Regions from separate parts of the Mus musculus genome. Here regions 2 and 3 are each linked to region 1. Evidence: chromatin contacts called from public promoter capture Hi-C data. All regions are on one chromosome and are shown on one strand. Each heading gives the region's core, a stretch centred on a gene start, on an enhancer-like site or on the middle of the called end of the contact. The rest is flanking DNA. Distances are from core to core; before and after follow the strand shown.

The links. Promoter capture Hi-C pulls out the DNA fragments that hold promoters and counts their contacts. Capture Hi-C pulls out chosen DNA fragments and counts their contacts.
Region 2: a contact with region 1 is called in a promoter capture Hi-C map of liver, with 2.6 times the contacts expected there. The contact joins the promoter of Def8 here to the promoter of Acsf3 in region 1. A contact is called at or near these places in 3 of 39 promoter capture datasets (hippocampal neurons and liver), 1 of 115 datasets of contacts at active chromatin or transcription factors (bone marrow-derived macrophages) and 1 of 9 other capture datasets (liver).
Region 3: a promoter capture Hi-C map of stem cell-derived epiblast-like cells shows a contact between it and region 1, with 2.3 times the contacts expected there. The contact joins the promoter of Zfp469 here to the promoter of Acsf3 in region 1. A contact is called at or near these places in 2 of 39 promoter capture datasets (embryonic stem cells and stem cell-derived epiblast-like cells) and 1 of 115 datasets of contacts at active chromatin or transcription factors (embryonic stem cells).

The regions. Positions count from the first base shown.
Region 1 is chr8:122,774,100-122,777,088 of GRCm38.p6, reverse strand. Acsf3 (acyl-CoA synthetase family member 3) reads right to left here and starts at 1,603. Exons shown (of 10, transcript NM_144932.4): 1 at 1,499-1,603. It overlaps Gm39271 (a long non-coding RNA gene), which reads left to right and starts at 1,641. Exons shown (of 3, transcript XR_879309.2): 1 at 1,641-1,805; 2 at 2,756-2,989.
Region 2 is chr8:123,441,499-123,444,487 of GRCm38.p6, reverse strand. Def8 (differentially expressed in FDCP 8) reads right to left here and starts at 1,532. Exons shown (of 12, transcript NM_054046.5): 1 at 1,437-1,532.
Region 3 is chr8:122,228,783-122,231,771 of GRCm38.p6, reverse strand. Zfp469 (zinc finger protein 469) reads right to left here and starts at 1,498. Exons shown (of 3, transcript NM_001362883.1): 1 at 1,361-1,498.

The sequences.
Region 1 (2,989 bases), core at 354-2,853:
GCAGAGTTGATGCAGCTCCAGGACCTCTGGGGTAGAGTCCTGAGCCCTGAACGTTGGTAGCCATGGACAGACACTGGGCATCAGGAGGTATCAAGCCAGGCTCCTTGTGGAATAGACTCAGTTACAGTTACCCATGGGGCCCTCATTCTGTGAGGAGACACCCACACCAGCAAGAACAGTGGCCCCCATGAGGAGGACACACTGACCCTGGGGTGACAGGTCAGAGAGGGTGGTAGAGGAAAGAGCAAACTGATTCCTGTGTGGACAGCTGTACTCATGCTGGGGTGGCACTGCTGTGCCATCGTCAGTTCTTATAAGTTCTACCATGTCCCCTCTGAGGCACTGTCTTACTCTCTCATATATGGAAATGGGACCAGTGCAGGCCTCCAAAGCCACTTTGGTCTTTGTACTGGCTGGATTTGTGTCAATTTAACACAAGCCTGATTTATCACAGAAAAAGGAGCCTCCCTTAAGGAAGTGCCTCCATGAGATCCAGCTGCAAGGCCTTTTCTCAATTAGTGATCAAGGGTTGGAGGACCCATTGTGGGTGGTGCCATTCCTGGGCTGGTACTCTTGGGTTCTATAAGAAAGCAGGCTGAGCAAGCCAGGGGAAGCAAGCCAGTAAGGAATGTCCCTCCATGGCCTCTGCGTCAGCTCCTGCTTTCTGACCTGTTTGAGTTCCAGTCCTGACTTCCTTTGGTGATGAACAGCAACATGGAAGTGTAAGCTGAATAAACCCTTTCTTCCCCAACTTGCTTCTAGGTCATAATGTTTGTGCAGGAATAGAAACCCCAACTAAGAAAGTCTTCAAGCATGAGCCTGGCCCAATCATTAAACATCTGTCAGCATTGAGCTAACTCCCAGCTCGTCCAACCAGAGCCAGTTCTTTAGGGCAAAACACTGTCTATTCAGGGCATCTGGCTGTGCATGGTTCCCTGACCCACTTCATGTCCAGGGATGTCATCAGAAAGGTATGTCTACATCCGTCTGGAGACAAGGGCAGCAGGGACACCGGTTTTACAATAATCACGTTGGCCTTGAAAACGCTTAGCGCATTTCCGATTTCAGGACTCCCTCTCGGGACAGCCTATGGCTTAGATGTGCTCCTACAGCAGTATCTGGAGGCTCTCACGGGTCTTAGTGGTCAGCCACAGGCAAGTTCCCTCCCTTCCAGGATGAGAATCAACACACTTCTCTTTTAGAGAAATTCCCGGACCCGCTTCCAAATCCAGAAGCCCTTCCTCGCATGCACGCTGGTCCCGTCCCTGACGCCCTAGTCGGCTCTCGGGACCCATCCGAGCCAGGACCCTGGCGACCTGCATCCCACACGGTGCTCGGCGCAAACAAATCGGGGAGGGGTTTCGTGTGACGTCATCCCGGGTCCTTACAGAAGTGTCCCTCACGCTGTGACAGACACCTGCCCGACAGGTCCCACGGCCCCCGGGTCAGCTCCAGCTCACCTCGACACCCCCTTTCTTGTAGTCTGCTGCGCGCTCACCTGGGGTCAGGCGGGGTTGGGGTGGGGGTGTCAGGGGTGGGGCACGGGAGTGCGAGGTTGTCCAGGTAGGTGAAGCGGGCCGGAATGAGTCCTACACCTAAAAGTGTCCGCAGGCGAAAAGTGTCCGTCGATCTAATACGTCCCGGGATGCAGCGCCTGAGAAATGCGTTCCGGGAACGAACGTTCCTGCTCATTCGCATACTCCATCTGCTCGCAAGTCTTGAGAGGGACTGGCAGAGAGTGGCCTTTAGGTGCCTGACATCTGTTACCAGATCTCTGGATCCATTGTCCTGATGGAACAAGTACTGTGAGTTGTTTGCATTGGGTCCTATTTAACTGTTGTTATTGAGACAGGGTCTCATGTAGCCCAAGCCAGCAATGTAGCTAAGGGTAACCTACCTCTACCTTTTGAGAGATGACTAATTATAGGCTTGCTTCGCCACATTCGGCTTACGTAGTGCCAAGGATGAAACCTGGGGCTTCACACATGCTAGACAAGCACCGCAACGACTTGGAGCTGTATTCTCAGCTCTCAACGATCATTTTAATAGGCATGATGGCTCCCGTGGCCAAAGGGACCACACAGCTGTGGTCACCATCTTCGCCAAATCAGGATGTAAATGGACTCCCTTGGCCCCTGAAGAGGGGTTCCTCGGCTTGCAGCTGGGGGGGTCTATATGCTAAACACACCTCTGTGACACAGACCAGGAACTGTGGCAGGATGGAGGCAAGGTCTCATTCTGTAGCACAGGATGGCATTAAACTCCTGGTAATCCCACTGCCTCAGCCTCCTGAGTATAGGGATTACAGATCTATGCCTCCACAGCCAGTTTTAGGGTAGGATACTAAATGCTTTCTGTACAGTAAAGATAAACCTTGAAACACTAAGGTCTGTTTGTCAGTGGCAGCAAAGCTATAGACAAAACTCCTCTCCCTGCAGCAGCTGGGGAAGTCTCACAGACCTCCATGTAGGTAAAACACGGATTCTTGACTTAGGCTTTCAGGAAGATTCATTATGAAGCACATTTGGAGTTAGCAAGACGTAGCTTTAATATAGTTTTAAGCATTACCATTGAGACATACTGGTGAGGGAACTGATTTAGGCGAAGGATGGTAGACGCCCTAGTACTGATGTGGGCTTCTGAGGAGAGCACTGGGTGTCTTTACAATAGCCATACACAAAATTCAGGAGGCTTCTGAAGTTATACAGTTTCTAACAAACTTTTTGTTTCCTTTTCTTTTCCCTTTTTTGGCAAGTGAGATCAAAGAGAGGAAGAGGCAGAGAATCAACGTGAATCAAAATGTCTAACATTGGGATTTACACCACAGACCCTAGGACTTCTATGCTTAAATGTCTACACCCAAAGCATAGTCCTAAACATGGCCAGAATGGAGACAGATTCTGTGACCCCTGGGCCTTGGAAATCATCAAGAGTCTGGATTTGGGTTTGGAGTGCTCAGTTGTTAGCATAACCCCCAGGATTATGCCTA
Region 2 (2,989 bases), core at 283-2,782, 670 kb before region 1:
TACATATAATAAATAAATAAATCTTAAAAAAGAAAGAAAGAAAGAAATCAATTGCAGCCCTACTCTCTTGCCCAAGACTGAGCGGAAGGACGAGTGTGTGGTTTGGTAACAACAGAAACTGGGAGTTGCTGCTGGGCAGTCACCGACGCCATGTGGTGACCAGCCCAGTCTAAAGGAACTGGGTGGAGCCCACAGGAGCCCCTTCCAGACGCCTTCTCTGGAAACCTCCCGATGGTTTAGAATATAGTCAGAGGGACAGGGAGACCTTGACCAGAGCTTGCCCTCCACTCTCCTCTGGGCTACCTTTCCCAGGAAAATGGCTCCCTTATGTATGTCCTGACTGGCACTGCCACCACCTGACCAGGAACAAAAGCAAGGAATGAATTAAGCAATGGAGCCATTTAACCCATCTTCCTGGTTTGTCTGGAACCAGTTTGGAGAACCATATTGCTCTTTCAGCTGAGTACGAATAGACAGCACCTCAGCCCAGCCCAGGCTGCAGGAAGCAACAGCCGGCTTTGAGTAGGACCCCATCTCCTATTTCCCCACCAGCCTTACAGAGATCTGCACCCAGAATCCGTGGTTGGCCTCAGGAAAGATACTCAAGAAAGGACAAAAAAAAAAAAAAAAAAAAAGAAAACTGTTCCATCCAGCCCCTGCAGAGGTCTCTCCTAAATCGAATAATAATTACAACTTGACAACTGAAACCCTCAGAGTAAGACCAAGGGTCTGTGGTACATCAGAGGCACTGGGTGAAAGTTCAAGACAGATTATGGTGAATAAGAGCCCGCCTCCGGTGTGTTACTTTAGCCACCAAAAAGTGCTAGTCCAAGGGCCACAGGAGTCCAAAGTACATCCTATTTGCTCACACCCTTAAAAAGGATGGACAGGCAATCCAGGCCAAGCAGGACCAGTGTTAATAATTCTCAACTACCCCAGAAGGCGCAACAAAGCGCACCTCACATTTCTACCCGCTATAACGTGAATTCATTCTGAGGATGCGACTGTCCCCACTGGGGCAGGTCTCTACGACCTTCCTCACCCATTTCATAGTTGTGAAACCGAAGGCTCAGAAAAGCTCAACATAGCAGAAGGCGAGTCCCTGCGGGTCCTTGGGCCGGGAGTCCCATACTCAGGCTCTGAAGCCACCCGGTGATTGGGGGTGGGGGTCGGCATCTGTGGACGCTAAGCTCTGCCCTACGTACTGCGGGGACCAATGAGGTCACCAAGGCCTTGCGCACAGCGGAGAGCCAGCAGGCGGCAGCCGGGAGCTGGACGTCTTGCTTGAGGCCTCTGCCAGTTCTGCACCATGAGTGCGTGGGTCAGAAGCCCGATCCCGGAGTCCGACCAGTGGCGATTGCATGCTGAGATCTGGACCCTCGCCTGCTTTCCCACCAGACCCCCCCGACACCTACAGAGACCGCTTTCTGGCTTACCTGGCTGCCGCTACATTGTACCGGACCGGCTGGCTACACTGTAGTTCGCCGCCGCTGATACACTGTACCGGCTCCTCCGCCCGCTGCTGCCGCCTCCGGCCAGGAGGTTCATGACACCGATTGCCCTGCTGGCTCGCTGGAGCACCTCCAAGTCTCCTGCTTCTGGTCCATAGAGTCCATTACCTTTGCCCTGAGTCTTTTCTCCTGAGTTCCCCCACCCCCACGCCTTAGTAATTGCATTCAAGGGAATGGTTCCACAGTGGTAACCCCTCAATGTCCCCACATCCCCAACACTGACATTCAGCTGTCCCCAGGACACCACCATCGAGACATTTAAGGTGCGTCTCAAGCTCCAAAGGTCCTATCTGAGAAAACAACAATAACACCACACACACACATCACACCACATACACACACACTACACACCACACACTCATACACACGACACACACACGACATACCACATACACACCACACACTCACTATACACACTACACACATACTATACACACCATACACATACACACACACCTCATACACACATGACACACTACATACACACTACACACACCACACACACTACACACACCACACATACACATCACACAACATAACACTACACACACCACACGCACATCAAACCACATACACACACAGAGACATACACACACCACACACCTAACACACCTCTGTCTGATAGTGAATAAATCATTCCCACCTGAGGCCAACCTTCAGTGCGTTCCTGATCACATTCCTTTGTCTGATCTAACTTCCACCGGACTCAGGACCAGCCCTTCTTCCCCACCCCACGGTGACACCACAGCCATGACAGCCTCAGCACCCTCAGACTCCCTCTGCACCTCAAGCCCAGCAGTTGGAGGATCCCAGGGAAGAAGTCTGCCTCAGACTTCACCTCCCAGCTCTCTCACCAGACTTCACCCTCCTTACCCCTAACAGGCCAGGTCCACACTTAGGCCTCTCTGGCTCAGCCTTTAGGATACAGTCTTTCCTAACCACAGCCAAATGTCTCTCCTAATACTTCCTCCTCATCTGTGAGCAGAGATATCGGAGAGGCACTCGTTACTGTCTGATGACTCTCCTCTGACATTTCTACTGACTCTTTGTTCCTCATCCCAAAGGCTAAGAGCTAAAGGCAAGTGTTTTGGATTATTACTTCTGTGCTAGAAGGCCTATACCAGTGCTTGTGATATGAGCCAATATCTGTACTAGCACTGGGCCCTCACCTTCACAGAGAGTCAAGGATGGAGCCACGTCTGCCTGTCTTCATTACTATGAGTCTTGACAGTTTCTCCGTTGATGCAACAGCACTTTTTCTTTTCTTTTCTTTTCTTTTTTTTTTTCTTTTCTTTCTTTTTTTTTTTTTTTTTGGTTTTTCGAGACAGGGTATCCCTGTGTAGCCCAGGCTGTCCTGGAACTCTGTAGACCAGGCTGGCTTCGAACTCAGAAATCCACCTGCCTCTGCCTCCCGAGTGCTGTGATTAAAGGCGTGCGCCACCACGCCCAGCATGCAACAGCACTTTTATTGAGTACAA
Region 3 (2,989 bases), core at 249-2,748, 550 kb after region 1:
CGCTGGGGGCATACAAGCAGCCACTGACCTGGGTCGGTGGAGGGTGGGGTCTTGTGGAGACTAAATCACTGACACTGTAAGCTCATGACTTCAGAGCTCTCTTTGGCTCTCCCACGGCCTCTACAATGCCCTGGGATACTGACAGCCTGGAGTCCACTTGCTTTGTCTCACCTTATCTCCCAGACTGAAGAAACCCTGTGCCGTCCTCTGCTGCCTTCTCCCATTCACAATAAGGAAGACACACTCTGTTGGCTCTGCCCAGTTGTTTGGGACCTGCCAGGCCAAGCTTATGGCAAAAGGGACCTGCCAGGCAAGCTTATGCCATCCTGAAGGGACTGCTGGCCAGCTGCTGCTCTCCCCGACTGGCCCCGTCAATATGCCCAAGCATTTTGCCCGCTTGTCTGTTATTTTCCGGACTTGGGTGTTGGCTGAGTAAAGACGGTTGGGACAGTGCAGGACACAGAGGCCTCGACACACCTTTGTCCCTCTAACAGGGGGAACTGGACCAGAGTCAACTGGCAGTGTGGCTCTGGACTGTCAGCACCTCTGCTGCTTTCCAGCTGTGCAACACAGGCCACTCTGACCCTCTTCATCTAGAGCACGGGGTTCCACCCATTTCACTAGGAAGATTAAATGCAGTAGTAACACGTGGCACAGTCCCCACACAGCCGGCTCAGAGGAGCCCGAAGAAAAGCCATCAACTGTCTCAGCTGGAGCCCGAGCCCCACTCAGCAGCCCGGCTGTTCCGCTTTCCTGTCTGCTATGCACATCCCTGCTTCTACCCTGGGGTCTCGGGTGCAGGACAGGGTCCAGGCCGCCACTGGAAGTCCGATTGAATCCCGCTACGATACCCTCCCCTTCCCACCATCGCCACGAGGGGCGCAGTGTCTCCGCGGTCGGCTTAGCTTAACTCCGTGGACTCCTCCAGCGGAGCTGCCCCAAAGCACAGGGTGGGTGGGGGCGCGATGGGCCTCCTGGCGGAAGCAAGAGCGTGGTGACCCTCAAGTCCGCTAGCCGGACCCCATCCCGCCCGCGGAATCAGACCTTAGGGGGTCCCGAGCGGGCGGCGGTGGAGTAGCATACGAACGGTTCCAAGTCGCAATGAATGAGTTACCGCTTCACCTCCCGCAGCCCCGTGGCTCCGACTCCCCTGGGCTCTGGTGATGCTTGCTCTGTGCTTCGCAACTCGCGGGCGACATCCCCAACAGCTCTCTCAGGGGCTGGGCCAGGCAGCCCCGAGTTCGGTACTCGGCGCCTGCAGCTCGTCTCACCGTGTGTCGGAACCCGAGGCCAGCCGTGCGCCTGGAGGGCAGCGCGGTGACCGCACCCGTCCCTGATCACCCCAGCGACGCGCACTCACCTCCGCCCCGGCCGCGCGTAGCTCCAGTTCCCGGGACGCGCGGGGCGCCCGCGCCCGGACCGCGTAGCCCCAGCGCTCATCCCCGCCCGCAGCGCCCCGGCCGCCCGCCCGCCCGTCCGCCGGGCACCGAGCCGCCGCGCTGCGCCTGGGGCGGGGTGCGAGCAGAGGGCCGCCTCCCGGGCCGGTCCGCGGGCAGCGCTCGCGCGGAGGCCGGACGCACAGCAGCGCCCCGGCTTGGGTTACACGCTTGCGCCCCCCCCCCCCCCCGCCCCGCCCCGGCTATTTTTAGCACGGCTTTTCCTAGGTGTTGGTTTCATGTGATCCACCTAGCCACGCCGGCCTGGTGGGAAACTCTCTCCCCGGTCACCAACCCTCTCCCCCCACAACACGCTCCTTGGCCAGTTCTACAGCTGGCACGCCGCTGGGCGGAAAGCCTGGCTTCAGCGCAACTTCGGAAACGGCTGCCACCATTCCACCGTGTGGCTTCCAGTCGCAGCTCTATCCATCCTTCGCTCCTCCCAGTCCCTGGGCCACCAAAAGCAACTAAACCTCTTCCTCTGGCTTCTGTCCCGGAAGGTTAGGGCCCGGGCCATAGCTGACACCTGTTTAGGGGAAAATTCAGGTTAAGCCTCCCCCTACCCCCCAGTACATAAGTCTGACACTCTAAGGTGCTGCGGCCTGGAGTAGATGTCCAGCGGGCTTCTGTCATAACACAGAGCTCGAAGTCATCAACCTTGGTGGCTTCCTACTGGGCCATCATCCAGCCTGGGGATGAGCACACTGGAACGTAGTGGGGACCGAAGGAGCTATTTAGGTCTCTAGAGACGGAGGGGCACCTTTAAGATCATCTGACAAAATGCCACATCTAACATGAACCCAAGCTTCACAGATCAGGAATCTGCCAGAGGCCACACAGCTGGAAGAGCTTATGTTAAGATGTTCAGCTCAGCATGAGGGTTCAATGCCCCAGCATTGAGTAAAAAGGCAAGGTGTGGCGTGTATTTGAACCCAGTGCTGGGGAAGCAAGAGCCAGGCAGATCCCTGGGGCTAGCTGGCCAGGCAGCTTAATTTACTCGGTGAGCTCCAGGGTAACCTGTCTCCATAACAAAGCGGACAGCACCTGAAGCCGACCTCTGGTCTCCACGCACACACGTACACGATGTGAGCTCACAGCCCCAGGTCCTGAGAGAGAGAAGATCACTGACTCCACTTTAGATGAACTGGATCACTGACCATTGATCTGTGGGCTTCTCAACAGGCGGGGGTACTTCACGGAAAGAGACCCTGTCAGAAAGAGCCCTTCCACAGCTCCCACCCCCAGTAGGTCTAGCTGCCACTCAGAAGTTCCAGTTTCACTCCTGGGAACACCTTTATCATGCAAAGCAAGGCTGGGCGCAGGCTTCCAGGATGCTTCCTGGGAAACTCCTGGCCTTGGGCAGGTCCCAAGGCCTATGCTGAACCACTCACTTGTGAATGGCCCTGAGCTGCAGTGTGCTGCAGGGCAAAGCTGATCTTCCTGGGACTGTGCAGTGTGGCATGTGACAGTGAGTGAGCCCGAAGGGGATGCAAATGTGAATAGAATCTGGGTTGAGAGGCCCCCACCCTGCCCTGCACCCCAGCTCTGGAATT